Regions from separate parts of the Anas platyrhynchos genome. Here region 2 is linked to region 1. Evidence: chromatin contacts called from public Hi-C data. All regions are on one chromosome and are shown on one strand. Each heading gives the region's core, a stretch centred on a gene start, on an enhancer-like site or on the middle of the called end of the contact. The rest is flanking DNA. Distances are from core to core; before and after follow the strand shown.

Region 1 (3,057 bases), core at 529-3,028:
AGGCAATCAGTAGGGAGTCGGTCCAACCATTGGGTCCATCTTTAAGCCTTAGTTGGTGTCTTTCACATTTTAAGAGATTCTGTGCTACCATGAGCCTTCTGACAGATTTTTGCTTCCTGCCTTTGGCAAGTTATGTGCATTGTGTCCGCTGTGCTTTGTTTATTAAATCCAACAAGATGGTCATTGAAAGCATAGTGGCTTGCTAAAAAAAAAAAATAAAATAAATAAATCCCATTGAGTTGATGGTTTGCTCTTTCTTAATTCAAGGGAGTGTTTGAGCAGGGAGATGTTCTCAAGTGCATCAGAGCTTATGTGAAGGGATCGATCTGTACCTGTAATCCACAGACCAGATTTGATTTAAGGGACTTTAAAGAACCATCAAGAAAATGAGTCTCTTGCTATTAAGTCTAAGGTTGCTGAAGGATTCTGCAGCTCTAATAGACCAGTTGAGGGCTTTGCTCCAGATTAAGAAGGAAGTGCTAGGGAAGAGTCTTGTGTTTTCAGAAAAAGCAAGGGAGAATTGGCTTTGTCTCTTCCTCTCCTTTTTTAGGGAAGTGTGAAAAGATATCTGTGTTAATCTGAATCCTATGGTCTTTCTCCAGCAATGAAACAAGAAATCAAGTTAAAAGTTAAAATATGCTTCTGTACAAAATAACATGCTAAAACGTACAATGACTTTACTGAGGAAACCATCCATGATTTGTTTATATCTCTGGCAAGCTAATCTAGAGTTTGTATCAGAATATAGCAGCTGTTATTTGTGACCTACAGGAGAAAAAAAAAGGTTTTCAGTTTTTCTCCTCCCATCTTTATTTATAATTTTCCTGTTTTATGGGAGAGTACATGTGCATTGAAAAGCTAATTCTTCTAGCTTTTGACTAGTGCAATTCCAGCAGATAATAGTTTTTTGTTTCATGGGTAAAAATGCTTGCATACCTTAATTCTGTCTCATTATTCAAATCCTTCAGAGGAGTTGAAATCTTGCTAGGGTAGGATGAGAGTGACTGTTATCAGTGCAAGCAAGTGAAAAACATTTCCTCTGTCTGCTGCAGTCCAGGAACTGAGTGACAACATGTCCGATATGGTTAGTGGTTGAGATTCAGAGTAGAACAATAACTGCATGTTAGTGTACTCTGGAGGAGTGAAAATCCTGTCTGGGTATATTTTGAATGAGTTATCCAAGTGTAACAAAATTAGCAATATTGCTTTTGGAAAGGCATGAATTCATATCGTCTAGCTCTGTGCAGAGGCTGACCATCTGCGTGTAGGTCATTCTGAGCAGATCTTCGGAGTATCTATTGAAAAACCTACCCAGAAGGTTTTTATACAGTGTTCCTACCTCAATGGTCCTAGTGATTTATCACTTGTCGATGTTCTTCCTCACAGACAATGCATTCTCTGTTTTGAGTTAAGCTGAAATCTTTGTCATCTATCCTATTGTTGATGCTCTTGGAGGGCAGCAGCAGATCATTAATATATTTAAAATGGTCACACGTAGGTTGGATGATTTATATTCTCTTGCTATGTCTCAGGTGCAATATGCATCCTTCTTAATATCCTGTGGTATTAATTTGCATTTTTCTTCCTGTGCAATATTTAGACTTAATTGTCTTGTAATATGTTTGCAATCCTCTGAAACCTCCAGTGTTGTCTAAGCCATTACACTGCTGCACTTGTTTTCAAGTTCTGCCAAGCTTGTTGTTTGAGGTCACTTTTAGAGATGGCTTTGGCATTCTGTACACCAAACATTTACGTCTGCAAGCTTGGCTTTGTCCACACACTTGATAAGTATGCTCTTTAATATGTCAGCAAAGGCATTTTTCACAACACTCAAGATAACCCCCAGTGGTTTGTCCTTTGTCAAATCAGAAAGGCATAGCAGAGAAGCAGGCATAACAAGGAGAACAAGTCCTATGAGGAGCAGCTGAGGGAGCTGGGCTTGTTCAGCCTGGAGAAAAGGAGGCTCAGGGGCGACCTTATTGCTCTCTACAGATAACCTTAAAGGAGGCTGTAGCGAGGTGGGGGTTGGCCTGTTCTCCCACGTGCCTGGTGACAGGACGAGGGGGAATGGGCTAAAGTTGCGCCAGGGGAGTTTTAGGTTAGATGTTAGGAAGAACTTCTTTACCGAAAGGGTTGTTAGACATTGGAACAGGCTGCCCAGGGAGGTGGTGGAGTCACCATCCCTGGAAGTCTTTAAAAGACGTTTAGATGTAGAGCTTAGGGATATGGTTTAGTGGGGACTGTTAGCGTTAGGTCAGATGTTGGACTCAATGATCTAGAGGTCTCTTCCAATCGAGAAATTCTGTGATTCTGTGAACTCTGAGCTGATGTTTCAATTAGTTATGCATTTAGTCTGTCATGGTTGCATTTAGGCTATTTTGTTGGGTTGTTTGTAAGAATGCTGTGGATAACACTACCAGAAGCATTCCTAAAGCTGAGATACATTGCATAGGCTGCTTTCCTTTTACCCACTGAGCTAGTTATCCTGTCAAGTGGGAGGAAAAAACCACAATACTGTTGATTTAGTTTATAACTCTTTTCAATGGTGATTGAAGAAACGGGCTAATTAGGCTGAAATAATAAGGTTCCAGAGAGAAATTAGCATAGATGACAGGTGAATCATGTGAATCCATTATACACTTCTGCATTTATTGCTCAGCCTTGATTTTCCCATGACAGAAAAGGCAGAATCGGAAAACAATCAGAAAGGAGTGATGCGAAGGGAAGGTTACATATGGGAGCTTCTACATAAGGAGAGTTTAAAACAACAAAAAACCAGGATTGTTTAATTTCTAAAGATGAATGAGAGGAAGTGGTGTAAATATGTGATAACATCTTTGAAGGACCGAAACTGCCTTGTAATTCATAAGTGGCAGGTCTCTCTTTGCTGTTAAGCAGCAATCCTGACCTCACCAGGGAAGTTGGAAGCAAACATCAGTTCCTCTTTGCTACTTCTCAGTACTGAGTTCAACTCCAAGAGAAGTGAAAGAAAGTGCATGAAACACATCAGAGGTGTGGTATGGCACTACAGATGTTGTTTCTAAGGACCACAGAGTT
Region 2 (3,157 bases), core at 166-2,665, 86 kb before region 1:
GTTGGCATGTTATTTCTTACTGCTTTTAACCCTGGAGCCAGATTCACCAAGTTGCTACTTAATCCCTTCTGTGAAGACTCCAAGGTGAGGCCACTAAGATGATCAGAGGGCTGGAGCACTTCTCCTATGAAGAAAGGTTGAGGGAACTGGGCTTGTTTAGCTTGGAGAAGGCTCTGGGGAGACCTCATTGTGTCCTTCCAGTACTTGAAGGGAGTGTATAAATAGGAGGGGGAATGCCTGTTTACATGTGTTGATAGTGATAGGACAAGGGGGAATGGTTTTAAACTAAGATGGGGAGATTTAGGTTAGAAATTAGGAGAAAGTTTTTCACTTAGGGTGGCGAGGCACTGGAACAGGTTGCCCAGAGAGATGGATGCCCCATCCCTGGAGGCATTCAAAGCCAGGCTGGATGTGGCTCTGGGCAGCCTGCTCTAGTGGTTGGCAACCCTGCCCAGAGCAGGGGGTTTGAAACTAGATGATCTTTGAGGTCCTTTTCAACCCAGGTGATTCTGTGATTTTGTAAATGAAAAAGTAAACGGCTAGGAGGTGAATGGCTGTTAATATCTGACATCTTGAAGGAAGTGAGGAGTTACTGAAACAAGGCAGAATGCTAAGTGGTCACACATGTGGATGCCTTTACCTTTCCCCATGAGGAATCTGAGTAGATTCCGGGTCCCAGGTGACGCTGTAGTTGGTGTGTCTAGTTAAACTTTAAAGGGACAATTTGTCTAGCTGGCAAAAGGAGTCCTTCAGCTCTAGGGATTTAACTAAACTTCTGGCTTAATTAAGAACAGATTAACATCTATGTTTAAACATCTGAGTCATATGGATAAAATATTTCCTCTCTTGCACAGCTCAAATGTACACTCCCCTTTGTGTATCACAGCAGGGGCACTCGGGACTAAGGGAAAGCGCCTCAGCCCCAAATAGAAGCGGACTTTTTTCTGTCTTATGTTTACCTGTTTACTTCTCTTCAGGTGACGTGCAGGCGCCTTTCCTCTGTACCTCAGGCTGCTGGGCGCCGGGGGTAGCGCTGAGGAGAGGGGCACAAGGGGCGGCGGGCGTCTGCCAGGAGGAGGGGGAGGCACGTAACTCGCCGCCTGAGTCCACGGGCCCCCGAAGCTGCTAAAAATCGAGCTAATAGTCCGCAAATACATTGAAAAACAGCTGCAGCCCAGAGAGAGCGGGGACAGCGCCGGGGCGGTGCGGTGGGCAGCCCCGTGAGGCGCCGCTCCCTCCGCCCGCCATTACCCAGCCCCTCTGCTGGGCCGGCCGGGCCAAACCAAACCCGAGCACGGGAGCGGCAGCGGCCGCAGCCAGCCAGGAGGAGGAGGAGCGGAGGGCGGGAGGGAGGAGGCAGCGCTGGCAGCCTGGCGGGGAGGGGGCACTCGGTACCGCGGAGAAGGAGGAGGACTAAGATGGCCACCGGCCGCCACGGGGAGCGGCCCCGCTCCCTCCGCCCCGCCCCGCCTCGCCCGGCCCGGCCTTGATGGGGCCGCGACGACCCCGGCCGCAGCGCGCTGCAGCGGTGCCTCCCGCCGGAGCCCGCCCGGGCCTCAGCGGGGGAGCCGCCCTCTGGGCCCGGTCCGCGGCCCCCCGTGCCGCTCCGTGAGTGAGAGCAGCTGCGGAGAGGAGAGGAGGGGCCGCCCGCCGCTCCCCCCCCCCGCCCCGGCGGGCAGGGCCGGGCCCCCCGGAGCCCCCTGCCTGCCGCCGCCCGGTGAGTGCCCGCCGCTGCCCGGGCCCCGCCGCTTTGTTGCTCCGCCGCCGGCCCCTACGCAGGCCCCCCGCCGCCTGCCCGCTCCTTCGGCCTGGCCGCAGGCCGTGGTGGCCGCCCGCTCCCTGGGGATGCCGGGGCGCAGGTGGCCTCGGCCCCCGCTCCCAGCCCCCGGCCCCTTTCCCTTCATTTTTGTCGCCGCGTTCCCTGCCCGCGGGGGTCTCCGGCCTGCGGGGCCCTGAAGGGAGCTCGGCGGCGGCGCCGGACCGCTCCGGCGGCCTTTGTTGTGCCGGGGGGCGGCGGGCCTTCTCCTTGCCTTATTCTCATTTCTAGATCTGGAGGCCGTCTCCGAGCCCTGCGCCCCCGCCGTGCGACAGTCGCAGCCCCCAGCGGCCGGCTGTGGGTGCCGGGGGGCCGTGGGGGGCCGTGGGGGGCCGGGGGGCCGGCTGCCCCCCGAGCGTGGCGTTTGTTCGCCCCTCGGGGAGAGCCGCGTCGCTGGCGGTGTTTGCTTGGTGGCTGTGGGTGCCGAGTCCCCGCGTGGTGTTCACCTTGAAAGATTAGGGCCGTGGTTTCCTGCTGTGGTTGTGGGTGACGGTGTAGAGAGAGGCAGGTGTAGATAAGAAACAGCGTAGAGAGCCAAATGTGTTTCTTTTGACCTGTAGTTTCATGAATGGCCCAAACGCAATGTTGTGGTGAATGAGAGTGACTCCCAAGGATTCTCTGAAGGATTCGAAGGATTCTGTTTGTTCTGGGCTTTTTTTTTTTTTTTTTTATTAATTGAGTTTTGGTTATTTGTCATTGTAAGATTCTGACAAGGTTTCTGCATACTAGAAGATTAATTTTCACATGGAAAATGGTAGGTTTCCTCTTAGGAGAAGTCAGTTTTGCACACTGCATTAAGTAGGAATGATTGGCTAACTCTGCCAGAGCTGTTTCACCACATGCCCATGCATGTCCCTGTGCCCATCACAAGTGTGTGACAGGCCTCCCCAATGACAGTTTCCAAAAAGTGGTGGTTGGAGAGGGTTCATCACCTACGCTGCCCCTGAGCAGCTGTACAGCTATGTGAGGTTTCTGCATTCATGGCCTCCTATGAATCTAGGCTAGTTCTACAGAAAGCCAACATGATGGCATCTGTGGCACTTTTTGGTGACGTGCCAGATAATGCAAGCAGTGGTACCTTGAGGTTGACTATGTGCGGAGACTACAGTTTGCATGAACTGGTGTTTCTGTAGTATTTCTCACATCCTGTGTAATTCTGGTAGACTCGTAGCACTAGAAAATATGAAACGGGTTTATTGCTACCTGCGTTGACAAATTGCCATAAGATGAGTAACTCCTTACTTATGTTTTTAGGCTACAGACAGGTATCTTTATAAAGGCAAATACTTTGTGGAATTCCTGGCTTTCATACTAGAAACGTACAACTGTGTTAATACAAAG

Evidence for each region. Hi-C and Micro-C count contacts between places; a contact is called where the count stands out from the background.
Region 2: a contact with region 1 is called in a Hi-C map of small yellow follicle, with 2.6 times the contacts expected there. The contact joins the promoter of WDFY3 here to the enhancer-like site in region 1.

Annotation. Positions count from the first base shown.
Region 1 is chr4:3,611,587-3,614,643 of IASCAAS_PekinDuck_T2T, reverse strand. The region is part of intron 11 of WDFY3 (WD repeat and FYVE domain containing 3); the gene reads left to right. Among named protein-coding and RNA genes, the nearest start is that of WDFY3, 86 kb to the left of the region's middle. Within about 2 kb of position 1,778, at least 4 of the 8 cell types and tissues checked have an H3K27ac peak or open chromatin away from gene starts, as enhancers often do. A contact at or near this core is called in small yellow follicle, where this site is marked.
Region 2 is chr4:3,697,237-3,700,393 of IASCAAS_PekinDuck_T2T, reverse strand. It overlaps WDFY3 (WD repeat and FYVE domain containing 3), which reads left to right and starts at 1,415. Exons shown (of 67, transcript XM_038178692.2): 1 at 1,415-1,717.